Linked DNA regions of Ovis aries: region 1 is linked to region 2. A link is a contact called in public Hi-C data. All regions are on one chromosome and are shown on one strand. Each heading gives the region's core, a stretch centred on a gene start, on an enhancer-like site or on the middle of the called end of the contact. The rest is flanking DNA. Distances are from core to core; before and after follow the strand shown.

Region 1 (3,535 bases), core at 468-2,967, 420 kb after region 2:
TTTACTGCCGCATAGGTGCATGATGGTGCCTACAAGAAGCCCACCAGAGCTGGAGAGATTGGGAAAACTGGGACGTGCATTAGTCATTTTCTTTACATTTCCTATACATTTCCAAAGGATTCAATTTACCAAGTTTGAAGATTAGCACTCTCTTAGAATCATTTCTCCTTTTGTTTCTGCCCTTTCTTCTTGATTTTGCTCCTGTTATTAAGAAAGGGTGTATTTGTGTCATATTCCTGAACAGATTTAAAGTTGTAAAATTTACAGAATAGTACAGTGACTACAGAGAGGATTTAAAATTTTAAAACGTTTCTAATACTTTCAAAGTCATTTGGCTGATTATTATTATGGCTCTTCTTAAAAGCACTGTGATATTTCCCACACAAGAAATAGACATTTAAGAGAGATCAAATAATTAAAAATATATATACATTGTTTCAGATTTACAAAGAGGAACTGCTATTGCTATCAATTATTGATATATTTTGATTATTCCTTCACTCCAGAAGGAAGATTCCACTGGGGGATTCTCTAAGTGGTTTTGAAACTAAAACCCAGCTTTCTTTCTGCCACTACTCTTCAGAATTTTATTAATTTTTTAGGTGGTTGTGTTATTTTTTCCTTTTTCTGCATTAAAGGAATTTAATTTGGTGTCACTATAAGCAACAAAAGAAAGGCTCTTTGAACAGGTGCAGGTCATTTCTCAATTGTAAAAAGGATAAATCCTCAGTAGGAAAGGATAAGAATCTGCAGGTACCACAGCAAAAATCACACAGACACACACACAAACAGCAGACAGGTTAATTTAGTGCAACATTCCTGAATTAATAAGTAGGTTTCCAGAGCAGCCTCACTTCAGCAATGAGCAAAAAGAAAGATTTTCTGATCGTATTACAATATCTAAGCAACCAGGGTTTAAGGAAATAGCTCTGCAGATTTTTTTTTTTTCATGCTGAGTCCCAGGCAAACATAGGTTTGCTTTCCCTTACCTGTAGATCTGGCCGAGGGATTTTCCAGCAAAATTCTTTAGCCCCTCTTTTCCTGGTGTCAAAATCCTTTGTTTTACCGACTCCATTCTTGCAAAGCTTGGTGTCGGCTCTTGCCAGATTTAAACAGAGATCGCTATGAAAGGCGAGAGTTGCGCATATTGTCTTAATCGCTTAAGGTAGTTGTAGGTGTTTTTTTTTTTTTTTCTCCTCCTCAGCAGAATGGTATCGGTGTGCCTCTTGCTAGAGTGCTAGTGAGAGAGGGGAGGGAGAGTGAGAACGAGAATACAACAGAATAGCTGCATGCAACCCACGGGTTTCCTAATAGGAGAGTTGGTAGACACAATCAGAAAGTCTCATTGGAAGGGGAGGATCCGGTGGCAAAGGGCGCACGCAGTGCCATGGTATTTGAGCGGGTGCAGATGACTCCTTGTCCTGGAAGTCAGTCCTCTCGAAAACAATGTAAATCCTCGGTTTTAAAAGCCTTGTTGCTGACAAACCCTCTGCCTTTCTAACGCGGGTGGAAATATCACAGAAATCTTGTGTAAGGACGAAGTCAAAAGAATAGTACTTTTTAAAATGGTGCCTTTGCTGTAAGAAGCAGAGCACCTCCGAAACTCATGGGAGCATCTTAGGTCTCAGGTGAGCGATGCCGCTGTTAGTTTTCCCTTCTTGCCCATGATCTCCTCCCATCACGCCAGCGCAAACTCTGCTCTGCGGTAGAGTCGAATTAAGATGGAGAAAGCTTGCTGCTCTTTGAGGACGTGAGTAAATAACAGATACACTGTTGTGATTTGGGCAGCGTCAGGAAAGATTTTTTTCAGCACCGCTGACAGCGCCCGTCTGGGCGCTTCTTGGCAAAATGGTTCAGCACCACGGACAGAGTAAGTCTTCGGAAAAGGGGCGGTTTCTTTTGGCTGGTCAGGTTGCCAACTTTCTAGGGGAACTGGAAGGATGGCCCTGACCAAGGACCATACTGGGGATTCAGGAATGGATGCTATGGAAACCAAGTGAGAAGATGTCATCGTCGCCAGGGTTTTCAGGGAGAATGGTGCATTTAGCTCTGCAAGGGAGAAAGATTTTATTAAAAATTGACAAGTTACTTCTAGTTTGCTACATTGTGCCCAGCATGCTGATGCCAACTCTGACTGTTTCAGGGAAGGAAGATTACAACATATTTTACGTATGTTTGTGGGATTTGGGGCACATGGGCTCCCTTTAATATAAATTATATATACACAAACTGCATAATTATATTGTTCATATATTTTGTTTTAACCCCTGAAAGGTAAGAGAAAAAAAAAAGGTAGAAAGGAAGAAAGAGAAGGAGGAAGCAAGAAAAAGGAATAATAGAGACAGAAAAAGGCAGAGAGAGGGAGAGAGAGAGAGAGTAGAGAAATTTTTTTTTTTAAAGAATAGTTGTTCCTCAGTGATCTTGGTTGAATAAAAGACAAGCAGTTTAATATAAATTCCTTGGAATTGTATGCTTCTTCACTTTTAACTAATTTTCAGCACACACAGTACTAAAATATCAATATATTGAGGACATTTGTGGCTACACCTTGTGCTTTTAAACAAATTGTTGCTGATGATACTTTCAAGATTTATTTTAAATTACAATCTTTTCAAATATAAATTTTTTATTTTGTAACATCTTCTTCTAAAGCAGAATTACAGTGACATTCGTGAAAGGCATTTGCTCTCAGGTATGTAAGTATGGCACCAATGAATCTACTTCATTAAGCAAAGTGAGGAAATATGCAAGATTAATGTTAATTATTAATGCATTTGACATGAATCACAAACCTCTTAGATGTAATTCAGGCAAATAGTTACAAAACAGATTGTCCTTGAGCTACATTCTCAAAGTCAAAATCCTTGAATTTCCTTTAAACCAACAGGGGGAGTAGATTTTTCTTAGGGATTCTGGTACCAAGTCTCAGAAATATGCATCTAAATACAGAATCATGTAAGAATATTCTCCAGATAGGCCAAATAAAACAATGAATATGCATGTACTGAATGGATAGTGGAAAAATTTCAAAAGTAGCTGAGGCCATCTGCTATTATTAAATTTAACATTTATCAAATTATATTTTATTAAGAATATAATAAAAGAAAGGAAACTGGAGGGCATCTTTCTCTTATTTTGATGTGCATTTGTATGTGTGTATATATATATTCTATTAGTATACTAAACAAGATTTTCCTAAAACTCTGGAATGCCTCAAAACAGTATCCATCCCCAAAGGTGATCAACCATAAAAAGAAGGGGGGAAACATTAAACTACCTTATTCCAAACAACCTTCTTCCAGCTTATCAGGACTTGACTCATCTAGTGCTTTTCAAAGTATCTGTTTTTCAAATCTTTCATGACCAAATTCATTAAATTTAATTCATTTAGGGATTTCAGTGATCTTGAAATTCCAGAAAATTATATACAAAACAGAAGTCAGATAAATTTTTGTGAAGTTAAGATGGTGATATAAAAAATGATTTTTCTAAGAATTCCTGCCTAAGTTTCAGCCCAAATAACTAGAGATCTAAA
Region 2 (3,351 bases), core at 267-2,766:
TGCCTGGAAAATCCCATGGATGGAGGAGCCTGGTAGGCTGCAGTCCATGGGGTCGCTAGGAGTCGGACATGACTGAGCGACTTCACTTTTACTTTGCACTTTCATGCATTGGAGAAGGAAATGGCAACCCACTCCAGTGTTCTTGCCTGGAGAATCCCAGGGACGGGGGAGCCTGGTGGGCTGCGGTCTCTGGGGTAGCACAGAGTCAGACACGACTGAAGCAACTTAGCAGCAGCAGCAGCAGCAGTAGAGATATGGATGGACCTGGAGTTTGTCAGAGTGAAGTCAAAAAGAGCAAGTACTGTACATTAATGCATACGTGCCAAATCTGGAAAAACGATACAGATGAACCTATTTCCAAGACGTGAGTAGAGACACAGACGTAGAGAATGGACGTGTGGGCGGGGCGGGGTGGGGGGGCGTCATTGTTATCATAAAATAGCTAGCTAGTGGGAACCCACTTTAAAGCACAGGAAGCTTAGTTCGGTGCTCTGTGATGACCTTGAAGGGTGGGATGAAGGGGGTGGAAAAGAAGTCCAAGAAGGAGGGGATAATGTGTGTGTGTGTTTATGATTCACTTGATTGTATAACAGAAACTAGCATATCATTGTAAAGCAATTGTACTCCAGTTTAAAAAATATTTTAAAAACTAAAAAGCATAAAAATCACCTATTTGTACGTAATTACCATAATATGGTTTCGCATTTGTGTTTCTTAACCCAAGGGCATTTGGTTATTTCTGGAGACATTTTTGGTTTTCTCCACTAGGAGGGGGAGTTGCTCTGGCATCTAGGAGGCAGAGGCCACAGATGCTTCTAAACCTCCTCGAACAGTTGTGACTTGGCAGCAGCAGCAGCACAAGGCACAGGACAGCCCCCCACAGTAAGGACTGTCTGGTCCACTATGTCAATTGCGTCAAATTTAAGAAACCTTGCTCTCTATCATATGGCTCTTCATATGAAGCCAAATCATATTGAAACCACTCCTGTTTAAGAAAAAAAAAATTCTCATCAGATCACACAACATGCAAAACTCACCAAATAACACTTTCCTATAGAAATAACTGGATATGAATTTGAGCAAACCCTGGGAGGCAGTGTGCCGAGGAGTCTGGCGTGCTACAGTCCACGGACACAACTTAGTGCCTGAACAACAAAATAGAAACATTTTATTGTGGTAACAGAGGACAAGTGCTGACAGCATTCCTTCTTCCTGTAGATCAGCAATGCTTTGCTAAAACACAAAACTGAGGAGGAAATAGACACCATTTCATGTTGCAGATATGCCCTGACACATTAAAGACAGACAAGTCACCTGACCAGCAAGAAGCCAGTAACCCATTCTGCTTGGGGCGGCAGGAATTCACTATTACATACTTGAAAAGGGAAGGGAAACAAATTCCTACAGATACACTTCAATGTCATTTAACATCTGTTTCAAAATGATTATCAAGGTACCAAGCCGGTTTCCAACCCTGAATACCAGGCAACGAAAGGAAGGCATAGCAAGACTGCAGTTGTTAGATCTGGACTCTAGGTGGCAGCAGCACATAAGTGCATGGCTTCACCCCTGAACATTGTCTAAATTCTCTTGGAACAAAAGAAGTAAACATGATTTCCCCAACAATTCTCACCAATGCCATGTATTTCTTTTACTGGACTTAAAGTTATTAAGCTGCCTTTGTTTTCTGAACAGTGTACCCTGCCAGTCTCCTCTGTCCATGGAATTCTCCAGGCAAGAAGACGAGTGGGTTGCCATTTCCTTCTCTGGGGATCCTTCTAAATCAGGGATCAAACCTGGGTCTCCTGCATTGCAGGCAGATTCCTTACATCTGAGCCACAGGGAAGCCCCCTGTTTTCTGAATAAATCTTTTGTATTCTTAAATAGTTGTTTCTCTACATAACAAATATTCAGTGTACATGTGAGTATGCATATATATAATTATATATATGAACATAAACTGCATATATTATATGCAATTATATAAATTATACATCTGTCATTTATAATAATGATGTTGATCATATTTGTCACTCTTTGTTGAGCATTTTCTCACTTACTTAATACTTTTAATCATCTCATGTGGAATGTATTAGCTTTTTCCTTTTGTAGTTTAATTTCCAAGGATGAAGAAGATCAAACAGCCTGGCCAGGGTCAGACAGCATAATGAGCACCAGAAGCGAGATTCATATTATACATTTCAGAGAGCCCAAAGTCTGTGAGCTTTTTGAGGTTAGGGATTTTATCTTAATTTCTATTCTTCCTCACCAAACAGAGATAAGTGCTATAAATGTATTGCATCAGTTGCAAAAACAATTTGTGCCCATTTCCTGCTGTTAGGGAAAAATAATTCATATGGGAAAATGAAGGCCCTACCCCAGGCTAATTAAATCAAGCATTTCTCATGAAGGGGAGTTTTCTTAAAGGTCTCCAGGTTATTCTAATATGCAGCAAGTGTTGAGAATCCATAGGGTAGTGACCATGAGAGTCACATTTTCAGTAGTTTGAGATGCCTTTTCTCACTTTTTGATAAGTCCTCAAAGACAGAACTGAAAATGCCAAATAGTTGTGGAGAAGGTTACGAAAGTAAAGCTTGCCACTGAAGGAGACACAAGCTTGCAGCCCACCAAAGCCATTAACATCCCATCCAATCTGTGGTCTATTCCTTTTGTGATTTTGTGACTTCAGTGACAGAGGCAGCAACCTGTTTTTGTCTATCTCCATAAACAGCATTTCCATGCAAGGGTGACATTCATAGAAATTTGGTGCGGTGGTAAAGTATCTGCCTGCCAGTACAGGGGATGCAAGATACATGGGTTCAAATAAATGCTGGAGAGGGTGTGGAGAAAAGGGAACCCTCTTACACTGTTGGTGGGAATGCAAACTAGAACAGCCACCATGGAGAACAGTGTGGAGATTCCTTAAAACCTGGAAATAGAACTGCCATATGACTCAGCAATCCCACCACTGGGCATACACATTGAGGAAACCAGAATTGAAAGAGACACATGTACCCCAATGTTCATCGCAGCTCTGTTTATAATAGCCGGGACATGGAAGCAACCTAGATGTCCACCAGCAGATGAATGGATAAGAAAGCTGTGGTATATATACACAATGGAGTATTACTCAGCCATTAAAAAGAGTGCATTTGAGTCAGTTCTAATGAGGTGGATGAAACTGGAGCCTATTATACAGAGTGAAGTAAGTCAGAAAGAAAAATACTGATACTTTCATGGAATTTAGAAAGATGGCAATGACGACCCTATATTCAAGACAGCAAAAGAGACACAGATGTCAAGAACAGACTTTTGGACTCTGTGGGAGAAGGGGAGGGTGGGATGATTTGA

Evidence for each region. Hi-C and Micro-C count contacts between places; a contact is called where the count stands out from the background.
Region 1: a Hi-C map of hypothalamus shows a contact between it and region 2, with 4 times the contacts expected there. The contact joins the promoter of SLC17A6 here to the enhancer-like site in region 2. A contact is called at or near these places in 3 of 16 Hi-C or Micro-C datasets (hypothalamus, omental adipose tissue and skin fibroblasts).

Annotation. Positions count from the first base shown.
Region 1 is chr21:20,006,284-20,009,818 of ARS-UI_Ramb_v3.0, forward strand. SLC17A6 (solute carrier family 17 member 6) reads right to left here and starts at 1,718. Exons shown (of 12, transcript XM_004019439.6): 1 at 990-1,718. The coding sequence starts at 1,075. The region is part of intron 1 of LOC121817469 (a long non-coding RNA gene); the gene reads left to right.
Region 2 is chr21:19,586,980-19,590,330 of ARS-UI_Ramb_v3.0, forward strand. All of the region lies in intron 7 of GAS2 (growth arrest specific 2), which reads right to left. Among named protein-coding and RNA genes, the nearest start is that of SVIP, 35 kb to the left of the region's middle. Within about 2 kb of position 1,517, at least 8 of the 54 cell types and tissues checked have an H3K27ac peak or open chromatin away from gene starts, as enhancers often do. A contact at or near this core is called in hypothalamus, where this site is marked.